2 separate regions of the Oryzias latipes genome follow, and region 2 is linked to region 1. A link is a contact called in public Hi-C data. All regions are on one chromosome and are shown on one strand. The core of a region is the stretch at or near the end of the contact, and the rest is flanking DNA. Distances in the headings are between cores, read along the strand shown. Region 1 overlaps jarid2 (protein Jumonji). Region 2 holds the start of jarid2 (protein Jumonji).

Region 1 (7,494 bases), core at 2,974-5,473:
GATGGAAACTGCTCACCTTTAAATGACAATAAGAGGTGTTAGCAGCACTTATTGACTTAAAGTCACATGACAGGCATAACAGGAAACACCCAGGGAACGGACATTCTTCTATCTGCCTCTCATCTGGGGTTTTAACCTTCGCGGCTTCTTCCTCCTTACCTTGTAAATGCATTTGTGTTGGTCGCCAAACAAGCCCCCATTTTCCTGCCCCGAGTGCGGCTCCTCCCCGTGCTGCCTGTCCTCTTTGCCTTGTTTTTCCTGAGCGAAGAGCCGGCGCCGACCCGCTTTGACCTGAGCCTTCAGTTCCTTCAAGCAGTGATAGACTCCGTTGGTGCGGTGATGCCCGGTCGTCCCTCCCACGATCCCGCCGACCAGCCCGTTCTTTGGCTCGTAGCGGGGCAGCGAGAGTCCGTTGGGTGCAGAGGAGTCAGAGAGGCCCTCCAGGGGGCCCCGCCGCGACTCCAGCCTCTTTTTGTCTTCCAGCACTTCTGCCAGCAGTCGAAGGCGCTCGTCGGCATTGAGTGAGTCGTAGGAGAGGATGTACTGGAGGTAGGCCTCCTGCAGCTTGGCCAGCCGGTCCTGCGCGGACTTGGGGATGCGCAGGAGGTCTGCAAGCTTGGTCCACTTCTTCAGGTCCATCACCTGCTGCATGCCCCCCATGTCGTTGATGAGCTGGAAAAAGCGCGACAGGTCCACTTCACAGCCACCTGCAGGAGGAGGACAGAAATCAGCTTCCACACATCTCTTTTGCAAAAACTCCAAACAAAAATGATGTGCAGGAAGAAGGTTCATTGCTCAAAACCGCATTCCGATAATCTTTTGATCCGTTCTAAAACCGTTCCCAGTCGGCTTCTAATGATAATTTTGCAGTTTTTAGCCAAAATCAAAAAAACCTGTTTCATTTTCTAGGACATAGTTTCTGCAGAAATTGTCAGTGCAGAGCACAGAGCAACCCCGCCCCCTTCCCCATCCCATTTCTGAGGGCTCTCTGTTTCAGCAAAGCAGGGAGCTTGTGGCCTGTCCAGCGTATTTTCTACGTGACAAATAAGCTCTTTTTCAAACAGGATTCTTTCATCTGCTTCTGCTTCATCATGATTTTGGATAAAGAAATAATTTAAGCTTAACTTTCTTTCTAGATGTCCTCCATCATCAGATGAATGCCACAAGAACCCCTGCTAACACAATGCTAGCCACTATATTCATCAGAGTGGATCTTTACACTATTTAGGTCATTCAGCAGTTTTCCATCACGTACCAATGACAGGCGGCTCCTCCATGGTAATGCCCTGAGATTTAAGGTGCTTGCGGATGCAAGCCATTCGCTGCACGTTGGGGCCCCAGCGTCGGCCAAGCATGTGGACCCTCTGCACCTGTGTTACAAAACGCATCTCCTCGTTCAGCTTGCACTCCGGCCGCCAGTCCGGCGGCGGCGCCACGCGGCACATGCCAGCCACCTCGGCCTGTTCCCTTACTGCATCCAGGTACACCAGCGGGTCCTGGAACTCCCTTGGAGCCGGCCGGAAGACCGGGGCTTCGCCCAGTGCCGCCCAGCCGTCCGGCCTGCTCCGCTGGCAGTCCCAATCCTTCTCCTGGTCTCGCTCCTTCTGACGGGTCAGGTCTTTCTCGCGCTCCCACTCCTTGTCGCGGTCGGCGGGCCGCGCGGCTGCTGGTTTGAGCTGAGCGGGGCTGTTGGTGGAAGCTGGGATAGAAGGGGAGGAGGACGAGGAGGAGGAAGAAACTGAAGTTTGTTGGGGGTCTGAGGTAGTGCTGCCAGAGCAGGGGTTTGGCGAGTGATTCTGTCCTAATGAAGGGGAGGAAGAGGAGGAGCTGCGACCGTGCGACCTGCTCTGCTGCTGCTGTGCTTGTCGTATCAACATCAGCTTGCCAGCTGACGCTCGCTTCGGTCTCTGGTTCAGCGGCTCCACATTGGCTGCTGGTGTAGAAGGAGGTGAGCTTTGTTTGGAGGGGGGGGTAACAGGCTGAGTTTGTTTGGGGGGAGGGGCAGTTTCTGAGTCGTGTCCGTTAGAAACTGGAGTGGTGGGGTTTTGCTTGCTCGCCTTCTCTTCATGTACTTTCTTGCTGCTGCTGCGCGTCTCCAGAGGCGTGGACTGGAGCTTGGCCTTTTTAGGATCCGTCCCGCTCGGTTTGGCTTTCTGCTCAGCGGTTCCTGTAGCCACCGAGTTGAGCACCACCTCCAGACGCCTTTTGGAATTGCGCAGTCCCTCTCGACCTGGGCATTCACTCTGGCCTTGCTGGCAGTGTTTCTGCCTGACCTCCTTATTAGCCAGGGAGTTGTGCCGCTGCCCGTTCAGCCTGCCGTTGGGCCGGGCGTTGGCAGACGCGTTGTGCAGCCCATTGGACAGTAGCACCTGTTTGCGGGTTTTTGCATTGCTGTGATGGGCTGGTGCTGCTGCTTTTCCTGAGTTGGCCAGCCCGTTGCTGGCTGCTGGCTGGCTGTGCTGATTGTGATTGTTCGCTGAAGATGTTGCCGAGGCGGCGTTGTTATGTTTGTTGCTGCTGCTGAGTTTGGTTTTCTTGCCCAGTTCTTTCAGTTTGGCTTTGGTGTATGTGACGTGGCCCTTGGACACGGTGGCTGTGTACTTCTTCACAGTTTTGGACGGCAGTCGGATGTCGCGGCTCCTCTTGGAAACACCAGCAGCTTGTGCCGAGTTCGCTCGCATCAGCCCATTCACTTTCGAAACCTAAAATGTAAAGAAAGAAAACGATGAAAGTTTGATCAACTGAACAATTACATTACCAAAGTGGAAAAGAAATAACAGGAAGAACAGGAAAGTCCTAAACTCTCAGCTGCAGAGTGAAACATCTGGCAGCTCAGGTCAGAAACATTTGTAGAAACCAGAACTTTTTCAGTGCACAAAAGCAGCAGTTCCCAAACCCCAGGCGGCGGTCCATGAACAGTTGGTGCCAAGCCGCAAAAAAAAAAAAAAAAAAAAAAAACCCAACCTACAGTTTTCCCTGTTTTACTTATAACTGATTCTGAAGGAAGTTTTATTTTGAAAATCTTCTGGATTGTCCCCCACGTCAGACTCCTTCTTGACGCATGTCGAGCCTTTTGGTCACGTGTTGAAAATTCATCCACTACTTTCTTAAAGCGGCTGCGTCCACCGCTAAATTGAAGCCACAACGCCAGCAAAGTTAACGAAAACAAACAAATTTGGAAAGATTCTTTTTGCAGACAAGAACCAGCAAGGAAACAGAAGAAACCTCCAGTTCAAAATAAAAGAAAGCTGCATTTCACAAACAAAAATCAGGAGTCTTTACTCCAAAAGTGGATTTATTGCGAGAGTTGTTCCTACACATAATCATAATGGATAATATTCAACAACCGGCTGTCTAACGTTACCCGGACGCTGCTGATAAATTTGCTGAAATGGTAAGAAAATGTTCCTCCATTGCATCTTAAAGGCTGAAGTGGCCGTCGGATGTTTTAGCTTTAACGTTGACAGTTAAAGAAAAATCCAAAAATCCATCAAATTAGAATGGTTTCTACATCAAATCTAGTGTATAAACGAAGTTTAAACCAGATACAGGTTGAGGATGTAGATAAACTTTATTCTTAAAAGTAATAATAATAATAATAATTGGACGCCCACGTCAGCGTCGGTCTGTGAAAATATTGTCTGATGTTAAACCGATCCGTGGCCTGAAAAAGGTCGGTGACCAATGATATAAACATTTGGCAAGACTACAGTCTAGAAGGAGGCAGGAAAAAAAGCAGAAAAAGTGAAAAACTGTTGTTGGCAATCACTCCAAAAAAAGGAAAGACACAAACAGGAGAAACCGGAAGAGCTCAATGGTTTCCTGAAGGAGATGGCAGGACAGCATGGAACAGGATGTTTGTGTCAATGAAAAGAGAATATTTCAGTCAGGCTTTACATGTAGTTTGGTAACACTTTGGTGGAGAGAGATCTCGGAAAGGAAACAGTTATCCCGTCCGTGGAGACAACATTTAAAGCCAACTGTGACTGCATGTCTGTATCCGTTTCTGCTTTTATTTTGGTGCTCCAACCTCTTATTTAACTAATTTAACTGCTCTGTTTAGAGAGGCTCGAGTCACATGGACAGGGGGAGGGAAGGGAAAGATGGAATTATCAATCACAGCTGGGGCGCCACAGGAGGGAGCTGACAGCCGGCCCCATTGACAGGTTCGCCTTTTTAAGAGTTGCTGTGCGAGTGTTTGTGCGTGCGCATTGTGTTGGTTTCAGGTTGCAGGGGGATGGCACAAAGTCCGTGCCAATAGAAGACAAGGGAGGGCTTGAAACGTCACTCTCCCTCCGTCAATCACACGCAGAAAAAGCGCCCTCGCTGTGGAGGAGGGGGGAATGATGTGAATGAAAGAGGTGGAAGTTGCATGCAGCAGTGATGTGCGTAAATATAAATACAGCGCTTTTGAAAGGCTCATAATGCATTTCACACCCCATAAACATGCACGCACTCTTTCAAAAAGGAGGGAAATCTCATCAATCAGGGACAAGCTTTTCATCAAGCAGATTAATGTCTGCTTTTGCAGCTTGAATCCTTAAACAGACTCGGGTTGACAAATGTGGACAAACCCAGGTGTAATGACCACATCCTGCCACAGGAGGGCTCAGTGGGCTGCTTCTCACCAGGAGGGCTGGAAGGTTATTATTTGGTCTGGTGGAAAAAGGGGGGGGTTGGGTTGGCATGGAGGGTCAGAGACTGAAGGAAAGAAGAAAAGACAGGAAAGAAAGATGAAGAGTCTGGGATAATTAATTTAAAGGGAGAGAGAAAAACTAAAACACAGAAGTGGATTTGGGCATCACGTGAGTGGGGAAGGGAGATAGGACAAGTAGGTGGGTCTACATGACATCATCTGTTGCTATAGCCCAGCCGAGGCCTGGAAGGATTTTTTTTTCTCCTTCCAACACGCAACATTTGCCGGAGTCTGACTGAAAGGAAGGGAAGAGTGTGACTCCCCAGTCTAGGTGGATGTCAAAAGGGGGGGAGAGAAAGAAAAGTTGCTGCTTTAGTTATTGTTTCAGATCTGGATGTCTGTCTCTACCGTTTTTGACATAAAAGGGTTATTTTTTTTGGACCTAATTCATGCTCACAGATTGAAGCTCCAACATAAACAGAGTTTTGTAGCCGTTTTTGTAGCAATCCCGTTTCTGATCATGGAGGTCATAAATTAAGAAAATTAAGCCGACGTTGCCTTTCTGAAGAAATTGTAGAAACTACAATTGGCGGACCTAAGCTCCCTGCTACGCCCTATTCTGCAAACAAATGGATCTATGCATGTCTTTGCTGTCCTCATCCGCTTATGGATTAAAACTGCATGGCAGGGTAGGCCTGACATTACACACACACACACGGAGTCTATTGCAAGTGAACCGAGAGCCAAAAGTTGGTCCACAGCAGACAAAGCTGATCCAACCAGCAATTTGAAGAAGTCTAAAGAGATGCAGATAAACACGAACGAGCCCCTGTAACATGTTTCTGCTGCAAAACCTCGTTGGTCTCAGAGCTGTGTGTGAATACTTCACCTTTTCCACAGCTGAGTCCGTTTTTTCACGGCTGCTCAAGTGTGTAAACGTGCTTCTGTCGCTGCACACATTGACATTCTTAGCATGGAAGGACCGCAATTAGGAAAATAAAAGATTCAATCTGGATGGGAGCGGTCTGCCAACACGTGGTCTGTCCAAAAGAGGAAAATCCAATGAAGAAAACTCGAAAAACTTGAAGGAAAGCAGTTTGTGTTGGCATGGCAATGCCCTACTGTGGGGTAATCAATCGCAGCACCTTCTACAAACCTGAAGCCCCAGAGGCTGCAGACCATAACAACAGGAATAAGCATTAGAGGCTGACATGCTAACAGTCAAAGAAAAAGAGAACACTACTGCAAACAAAAGAAAGAGGATGACACACTATAAAGGCACAGGTAACCCCTATTCTTTTCATTCACTAATTCAAAAAAAAGCTGCTGGTTTCTCATTAAAGTCGTTTTTGTATTTGACTTGGTGGGGTTCCTTGAAACCTGCCGCTGTGAGGGAGGCAGGATCTCATAGCCCCTCGCCAGCACTACTAAATATAGCTGCAGTCGCGGCAGGCCAAAACATAATCATTACTCTCCCAGACACAATGGATGGAGAAGAGGAGGAGTGCAAGAGCAGAGAATGTGGAAGATTATAAAAAGATACGTGCTGGAAGAGGAAGACCACAGGAAAAAATGACATGAAACCGGCTATAAAAAACAAAGAAGAAGCTTCATTTGGAGAAATTGCAGAAGGGAAGTTAAAAAAGGGATGTAGCCAACGTGTGAATTAAAGAACTCCGGCTAAATTGGGGTTGTTCTACATTCCAGGGAACGTCACACTAGGGTTACCTGCTTCCGTAGCTCCTCAGCCGCCCTTCGTGGAGGAAGTCCGTTAGCCGAGCCGCGAGCGTTGGCCATGGCCTGTAGCTCCCTGGCGTGCTCCCGGGCCTCTGCCCGTTCACTGCGCTCCCTCAGTAGGGGATGAGGTGGGGGTGGAGGAGGTGGCAGCGGTGGAGCGGGTGCATCCCTGCTATGTGTCCCTGCCTTGGGCCTCGGGCTTTCCCTGGTCCCTGCTTTAGTGTGGCTGTGGAAAACTGGAAGGAAGAAGCAGGAGGAACACGTCAGATCAGGAATTATGCAAACGTGATCAGTGATCAATAGAGGACCCTAACATGTGTAGCAACATTCTTAAGGAGCTAATCTTTTAGTATTTATGTCTTAGGAGGAAGCGTGGAACAATTACAGTATTTCCTCAAATATTAGCATCTGATTGAAGGGCCTGTTGGATTAAGAAGCATTAACATGAAAAGTGAAAGCCAGTCTCCATTTAAGACCACACAGGAAGTCGGTGGAAGGGGAAGAAAAAAAACATACTTTTCATTGTTATGTGCATGCTGAACATCAAAACATTGCATTTGTAATGCTTCATTTTACTGATATAACATTCAGTTCATTCATTCATTCTGGAAGATTTTTTCATTTGTTTCCGTCATGTTTGCTGAAATATACAGTGTAGAATGCATGCACATCTTTCACAATAAAAGCCTCAATTAAACAGCAAGGGTTCTCCAGTTTGACACGCTTCAAGTTTGGTAACAGCTCGTCAAACTGATGTTTTGCTTTGAATCAATTTAAACATTTTGGAAAAACATATTGGGAGGAAAATCAAGAGATTAACACACAGGATTTGCAACTGGCTTCCATATCAACATACAGGTAAGCTGTACAGGTAAGAAACAAGGCCCAAGATTTTGTTGTTTTGAGGCAACAAAACATCTCTTTGGAAACATAGGTCACATAATATTTATGACAACAAGAAAACACAGTCTTGCCTATTACGAAGGCCTGCTTTGAGAAAAGGCCAGGCACCTTTATGTCTTTGAGGAAAAACAGCAATGTTCTAGTTCCACGTAGATAAATAGATGATATAGAAGTGGCAAAATGTTCAAATAAACTTTAAGTAGATTTAATGTTGGGTC
Region 2 (7,494 bases), core at 1,772-4,271, 91 kb after region 1:
CCAAGCCCCGTTTGCTTTTATTAGGGGTCTCCTCCACCCCCATTTTAAATCATTTTATGACTGATGAATTTTAATATCAGTTGTCAACAATGCGTGCTTGTTGGGTACAGGAGGTGGGGGTGAATGGGGGGCAACAACTCACACTTATGTTTCAGGGGGGAAATGGTTGAGCCAAGCATGTCTAATTGTCTTACGCTAATTAGGGGGCCGTAAAGGAGGGGGAGGGGGTCACTAAGGGTCATGTCTCAAAGCCTGGAGGGTTTACAAGAGGACCAGAACTTCTCTGGGTTGTTGTAAAAAATAAAAATAAAATACTTTCTTAAAGGCTTATTTTGGTCTGGACCAGACGTAATGGATCAGCCGCAACTGCTGAAAACACATGACAGATGTGACACATGCATATATATTCAGAACTGAAATGTGTTTCCTGTGCTTAAGCTGCACAATTAGCCAACTTTAAGTCTCAACACTAGGCAAATTAGGACTTGACGCCAAAAGCTATACGTTTATTCCTAAAAAAAAAAAACATGAAAGTCCATGGCTCCATTCTAAACCAGGACTTTTATTTGATTGAGTCACTATTTCCACAACATCCTGCTTTCTCGGCCCAGAGTTACTAGAAAACAGCCCGATTGGGTGAAAAAATGTGAGCAGGCGAGGCCTCTTGTTGCAACATCACTACATGAAACTGCATGGTCAGAAAAAGATCACAGCTGAGTCAGTGCTATGACTAAAAGAAATGACTGCTCTGCTACTTTCACTGGCATTTCAAAAATCCCAGATATGGACCGTTTCCCATCAATAAAAGCAGGTAAACTGGCACCAACATGTTAGAAGTAAAATCATCATCAGTGGAATGCAGATAAGGATGCATTTGCATGAGTCGTCCTTGCTGGTAATTGAGACAAAATATACAACCAAGCTTCCTATTAGGAACCAATAAAACTAAAATACTCTGAAAAAAAATCTTTTTTTTGCATCTATGGATAAGAATTCAATTCGTTTTGGGGGGTTTTATTCGTGGATTTTAAACGCCCACATGGGGAACTATTTTCTTTATGAGCCACTCCGCGTGTCGTTTTGTTGAGGTCACTGCGGGGGGGGGGGGGGGGGGGTCTTTGAGTTCTGCTGACTTAATGGGGCTTTTTAAACAATACATGTTGTCCGTTTGGGTCAGCAATCATTACATCAGAAGTGCAATAAACTTCTCGTGTAAAGTCACGGACTCTGATCCGAAATTTCAAAAAATATATAATAATATATACGTGTATGAGTCATGCGGTGGGCTCGGGTTAAAACTAGCCGAACTACTTTTGAACCCCCAAAAAGGAGCATGGAGCAGCCCTTCCCATCAAACTCAGCGATACTCGGACAAAAAAGAAAATGGTCGCTACATACATAAGCCTCTGCAATGCGACTGAACACAGACTCTTAAAAAAAAAGGAGGGGAGTGGGAGAAGACTGGGTCATTTAGGAGCACCGCGTTCAAACAGGCCGACCGAGCGGCGTTCCGTTCGGCAGGAATTCAGCCGTTGAGGTCGATACCTAAAAGGTTGGCAAGCTAGCCTTAGTGCTGAAAAAAATGGAGTTGCCCCCTCACCGAGCGGCACCTTCACAGAGGTCACAGCTAAAATACCGGCAGCCTGTCGCCCGTCACCTGGTCGAGAGGGTAATAGGCTAAAAACATATATAAACCCCAAAAAGAAAGTAACCTTCGTCGTGTAACGTGATAGAAATTGGGTGAGAATGCGGATTCGCGTAACCCCCCTTCCCTTCTGCGCTGCCTCACTCTTTATGGAGGAAATTAAAGAGCCGCCACAGCATGCAGTCAGTCCCCCCCACCACCACCACCAAAAAACGACACCTATTTCACCCTAAACGTGAATTATATACACATTTAGAGATACGACAACGCCTCTGATTTGGCCGACCTAGTCCTCCAGCAGCTCGGTTACAAGCCGAGATGAAACGCTCAGCATGGGACGAAATGGAAGCCGAGCTATGGCCGACAGGCTCGTCTGCGCTGCTTCGAGTAGCAAGAAGCGAGGGGGTCGAACAAAAGCCCAGTTTTCTGAGACCCTCCGTCTGACCACGGCTCTCCATCCACGACCCCCAAAACACGACCCAGGAGACGCGTTGCCTCCCGCTGTCGCGCGTGAAAAAACCGAGTCGAAACGAGCGAAAAGCAGCCCGTGTTCAGATAGCATAAAACATGGGGGGGTGGGGGGGTATCGAAGAATAAACACGAGCTGCACCTTTAAATTCACGGCCAGATCCGCGCTGACACGCCGACAAAAGCTCACATTTAATGGAAACAACCCCACAAAGCTGCCTGACGGTAACCTTCACAGCCCGCGATGAAAGTTTGTGCATTTTCATCGAGGCGAGCCGAGCGAACTTGAATACAGGAGCTGCATTTAGGAGGAAAAAAAGAGGGTTTACTTACATATTTCTTTTGAATGATATTCCTCTTAGGTCTTTCCTTGCTCATTATGCAATCCCACCCAAAAAAAATGTTTGGCTATAGAGAGAATGGCCACATGAATTTCTTCTTTCTTTTGACTCTCGCCTCTCCCGGAGCTCTCCGCCAAATGACGATTTAAATCCCCGGCTCGGTCGGAAAAGCTCGCTGGCCGTAGGCTGCAGGAATCCTCCGGCGGTGTTCTCTCCTCGGAGAAGTCGGAGCTAAATCCCCACGATTCAAGAGTCGACGACGGACAGAGACGGACTGGACCCAAACTTACTTGGGGGTAACATAGTCAAAACAAATGCACAACAATAACTTCCATTCGCCCGAACAGCTCGGCCACTCTGCGCACCCGCTCGTCTCGAAAACATGCAGATAGCCGAGGTTAGGTCAGCAAGTCACATCCTGCCCGGTATGACATCGTGAGAAAGCAATAAATAAAAAGAGAAAAATAAAAAAACAAAACGTTAGGAATCGCGGTGTTTCTGGCTGGAGCCCGCAACCATCGACAGAGCTCTCCAGCGGCACTGCTCTGCTGACTGAGAGCAGCTCCTTTCTTCCCCGGCCTCCGCCTCTCCGCCTATCACGGAGGCGCACGAGCGCGGAGCGGCAACTTCAAAGTCCCGGAGAGACAGCCCTCGCGAGCTGGCCGCTTGTTTCGTTCCCCCGTGGGGCGTTTGTTAAAAAATGGGATGGAAAAAGGAGAATCCATCTCTATATGTAGTCTATTTCGTGTTTTGGTTTGAAAAATGTACCACAGCAAGTAAGGGAATGTGGGTATTTCTGCATAAGGGTGTTTTGTCTACAGCAAGCATGTCCAAAGTCCGACCCATAGGCCAAGTGCGGCCACCGGCCCACAGGCTTCTGTCACAAAATCAATATTATGCAGCCCCCAGCAATTCTGAGAACTACTTCTGAATTGTGACTGGCTAGAGCCAATGGAAGCTTAAGGATACAAACAACCAGTAGCTACATGGGCGGCCATGGTGCAGTGGTAGGGTGGTCGACCTTGGATAGCAGGTTTGATTCCCACCCATGTGTCCCACAACTGCATGTTCCTTACAATTGGGTTATCGTTTAGAAGGGAGACAAAGAGGCTTTTCAACAGTGTAACATTTAATTCCAAGCATTGCTGGAAAACATAACCCACCAAACACAATTTCCGCCCATGTGTCGTAGTGTCCTTGGGCAAGACACCGAACCCTACCTTGCCTCTGGTGCAAGGTTGGAGCCTATGGAGTTCAGTGTGTGAATGGGTGAATGAGTTTGTGACTGGAAAGTGCTTTGGGCCATCGAGGAAGGTAGAAAAGTGCTATACAAGCTTACGTAAATTTACATGACTTTCAGAACCTTAAAGCTCCACTCGGATCATCTTTTGGTCTATTGCATGATCGCTGCCTGTGGACTTTTGTTATGGTAATGCCGTTTTTAGCACCAAAAAAAAATGGAGCTATGTCCGAATTCTTCAATACTCACTATATACTGTGTTCGAGATTTTGTAGTGCTGTCCGAATCTACAATTCCAAAACCAATTGCCCTACAAACTTCCCAGAAGTCTCTGCCAGTGTGGATTAATGCTCACTGGATTGCAAATATAGACCACAATGCATTGCGTTTGAACACTGGTTTTTCACAGATACTTCTAGGAAGTTTCTGGGCCACTCGATCTTGAATAGTGAAGGAATTCAGACACAAAATTGTAAGGAAGTTCCGAATTCACATTTTACTGAAAATGTCAAAACAGAAACTGGCAAACAAATGTAGCGGTGGAATGGTAACCCTATTCGCTGGATACTAACGGGTCAAATCAATTTCAATCCGTTTTTATTTTTAATCTCTGCAATATAAGAAGTAGAAAAACCTCTTGAGGTGGAATGCTAATGCATAAGTACCAGCAATTGTGTTTGGTGGGTTATGTTTTACAGCAATGCTTGGAATTAAATGTTAAACTGTTGAAAAGCCTCTTTGTCTCTCTTCTAAACGATAACCCAATTGTAAGGAACATGCAGTTGTGGGATTAGCAGCCAAGATAAGTACGTGCATGAACAGTTTGCCAAATTTCTCCTTTTAAATGTGCACCATTTAAACAGAAGTTTAAAAATGTTTTCTAAATGGTTCCCGAGAAGCACTATGAACAGAGAAATTATCTACAACACACATGTTCCTACTTTTTGTGGTTCATTATGTTAAAATTAGTGATTCAAACAATGTATTGCATTTTTTCTAAAAAGCCAATTAACATGCACAGTAAAGATCATTATCTAAATTCTCTAATTATCAGATTTAAGCAAATAAATAGCATGATTATGATTTAAACAGCATTATCTCATAACCGTTATCTGATCATGTCTGTGTTCTGATTTAGAAAAATCTGAAAAATACACCAAGGTTTCTTGTGAAGAATCAAATCTTCTCCTGAAGGTTAACATATCTGATGAATTCTGTTTTTTCACATCTGAAAATGTGGAGGGAAAGGTAAAAATAATGATAACAAATGTCAGTGACGCATTTACAGCCACTTTGCCTGCAGTTCTAGATAGCTGTTGTTGAAAGAGAGAAACAAACAGGAAAAATAAACTATTTAAATGGGCAATAAACAAAAGAAGTGCCCACATTTGCATGCAAAGGAATCCCCCCCCCCACACACACAGACACACTAACATTGTATTCAAACAATCTCAAACGGTATAGTTAATTTATTAATTACAGAAACTTCTCATCTTGAAAACTTTATTTCTCTATATGAATGACATTTAAAAAAATAATTCTTACATTTACCTAAAAGGGGCCTTTAATTTTTGCATCATTTAGGTTAGTCTGATTTCATATTTTGTATCCTTAGAAGAAAAAACAAATGACACAATCATTACAATAACTGTTTGGTGGCTTGTCTGCTTGGGAGCCTTTATGGGACCAAAAGGTATAGAAAAAAATTAAAAAAAAAGAGTTCTCTGACTTCTACAAGTGCTTTCACCTTTTTTATACATCTAACTTACAGATTCACAATGCACTGTACCTTCTTTATTCCCATTTATTCACATTCACACTGGCAAATTTGAGTCACACCAGGATTCCTTTCATTTCGAATAGTCTTCATTTTGCAACCGGAAAACCTTTGTCATAGTTAAAACAAATGAACCTGGGTCAGCTTGAACTCTCAACTCACGTGTTGATAAGATTTTTGTGCGTTAGAAGTAGCAAGCAACAAGAGATCTCATGTGGAAATTTGAAAAAGTGTAAATAATGAAAAACATTCAAACATATCTGGTAGGAACACATGGTGTAGGGGGGGGGAGTTTATTAATTCAAGATAGAGGGCTAGATAAGCTTTTTTTTTTCTTGGTTTTATTTTAAAATTAAAGATTTTTTCTGCAACCCATTGACCATTTTGTTATTTTGTTTGCTCAATGGAGCAGTTATTGTGAAAGTAAACTAAACCAACTGAAGGTGTAAGAATTATTAGCATTCTCCACCCATTTCAACAAAACTCTACCTATGAGACAATTGTAGTAAAAAAGCAGCATTATTTTCTTGGTTCTCCTTTGGTTTCTGATTTGTGTTATTCATACCACCACTGAACCGCACTAAGGTTCAGTAACAAGCTTGTGAGTTCTGCTTCTTCACTCTCTTGTCGTGGACTGTTTTTTCAGTTTCTCTCAACACCACGATTATATCGTTGACTATCTCTAGTTTACTTTCTTGCTTTGGTTTCTCAACAAATAATCCAGGACCAGAACGCTTAAGTGTACGAGACCTCTCTTCTTTGTTCCCCTCCAGAGTTTATGTTAGCAATCACCCTTGCAAAAATCAAACCGTGGTGCTCGTCGTATCTGCTTGTTTGAACGACACCTTTAATTTACGTAATGTGTCCTTGCAGCAGTCATAAGGTAAACCGATCACTTTGCATTTTATAACACACACCATTGTGATTTGCAGTGGTCCCTCGCTATGTCGTGGTTCTCCTTTCGCGGTCCTCCTGTTTTGCAGAGTTTTATCAGTGCAATTTTGGATGCTCTTTGAACTGTGTTCTGCATCCTGATTTGGCTGTAGACCTTGTCAAACCATCTCCTCTGTACCATGTCTCCTGTAAAGAATGCATTCAGTTTGATGCATTTACGTAAATCTTTGATTGCGATCAGATCTGTCTTTTCCTTCAATAATACCAGATTTATTTTTGTACAAAGATTTGAACCTTGAGAGTTTAAACAAGAGACAAAAGTTTAATAATGTGAATCTCTGTCTGAAAAAAAGTGTATAAAATGTGCAGTGAAGGATTTTACAGGCTTAAAATAACTATAACCCTTTCATGAATTTCACCTATTGGGGGTTATTTCTAGAACATAACTCTTGCAATGAATTAGATAATTGTGACAGATTAACTGTTTTGTAGACAAAGTCCTTTTTATTGGCATTAGGTGAAACATAGAAATTTGCTAAATCATCTTATTTAGCGGTAAACCTGCAACATCTGCTGCAATCAGACGTTGTTTTACTGACCGTCCAAACTATGAGGGAAATCAAAGTTAACTACCCATCCTGTTTAATCCTTTTACAGTGGAGTTTGGCGTTCTTTAGACCACTGTAACCCTTCAACTCTTTATGCAATTAAAGAAAATCTGCTGATTCTGTCATTAAATAGGTGCAAAGTCGAAATGAAAAGCTTCTGTTCTCTAAACCAGAAACATCTGATTCATGTTGACCGCATGAACGGTTGAAGAGTGTGTGCTATTCAGGTGTCACAGGTGACATCTCCAGTGTTAAAGGGTTAAGAACAAGTTTTGGCTTCTAAGTACTACAAGAAAGTGTGTGTTGATACAGATTAGTGCACGCTCGCCAAAAATCATGCAAACAGTTTTTTTTGTCCCTGTTACAAAAATTGGATTTTCAATGAGTGGGTTTTAGAAGATGTTTTGAGTTGTGAAATACTTCCAGCAGTGCTAGGTACAGTGTTTTTTCATCATGCAGTGCCCTGTTGGGTACAAAATAATCTAAGAACCACGCTAAGAAAAGAAAAATGACTAAAGTTG

Evidence for each region. A called contact is a pair of places that touch in the nucleus more often than the background predicts.
Region 2: a Hi-C map of embryo shows a contact between it and region 1, with 2.7 times the contacts expected there. The contact joins the promoter of jarid2 here to the enhancer-like site in region 1. A contact is called at or near these places in 2 of 5 Hi-C or Micro-C datasets (embryo and fibroblasts).

Annotation. Positions count from the first base shown.
Region 1 is chr11:23,739,983-23,747,476 of ASM223467v1, forward strand. It overlaps jarid2 (protein Jumonji), which reads right to left. Exons shown (of 18, transcript XM_023960183.1): 6 at 6,365-6,609; 7 at 1,256-2,702; 8 at 160-707. Among protein-coding and RNA genes, the nearest start is that of dtnbp1, 44 kb to the left of the region's middle. Within about 2 kb of position 4,224, at least 5 of the 8 cell types and tissues checked have an H3K27ac peak or open chromatin away from gene starts, as enhancers often do. A contact at or near this core is called in embryo, where this site is marked.
Region 2 is chr11:23,831,689-23,839,182 of ASM223467v1, forward strand. jarid2 (protein Jumonji) reads right to left here and starts at 3,022. Exons shown (of 18, transcript XM_023960183.1): 1 at 2,447-3,022. The coding sequence starts at 2,491.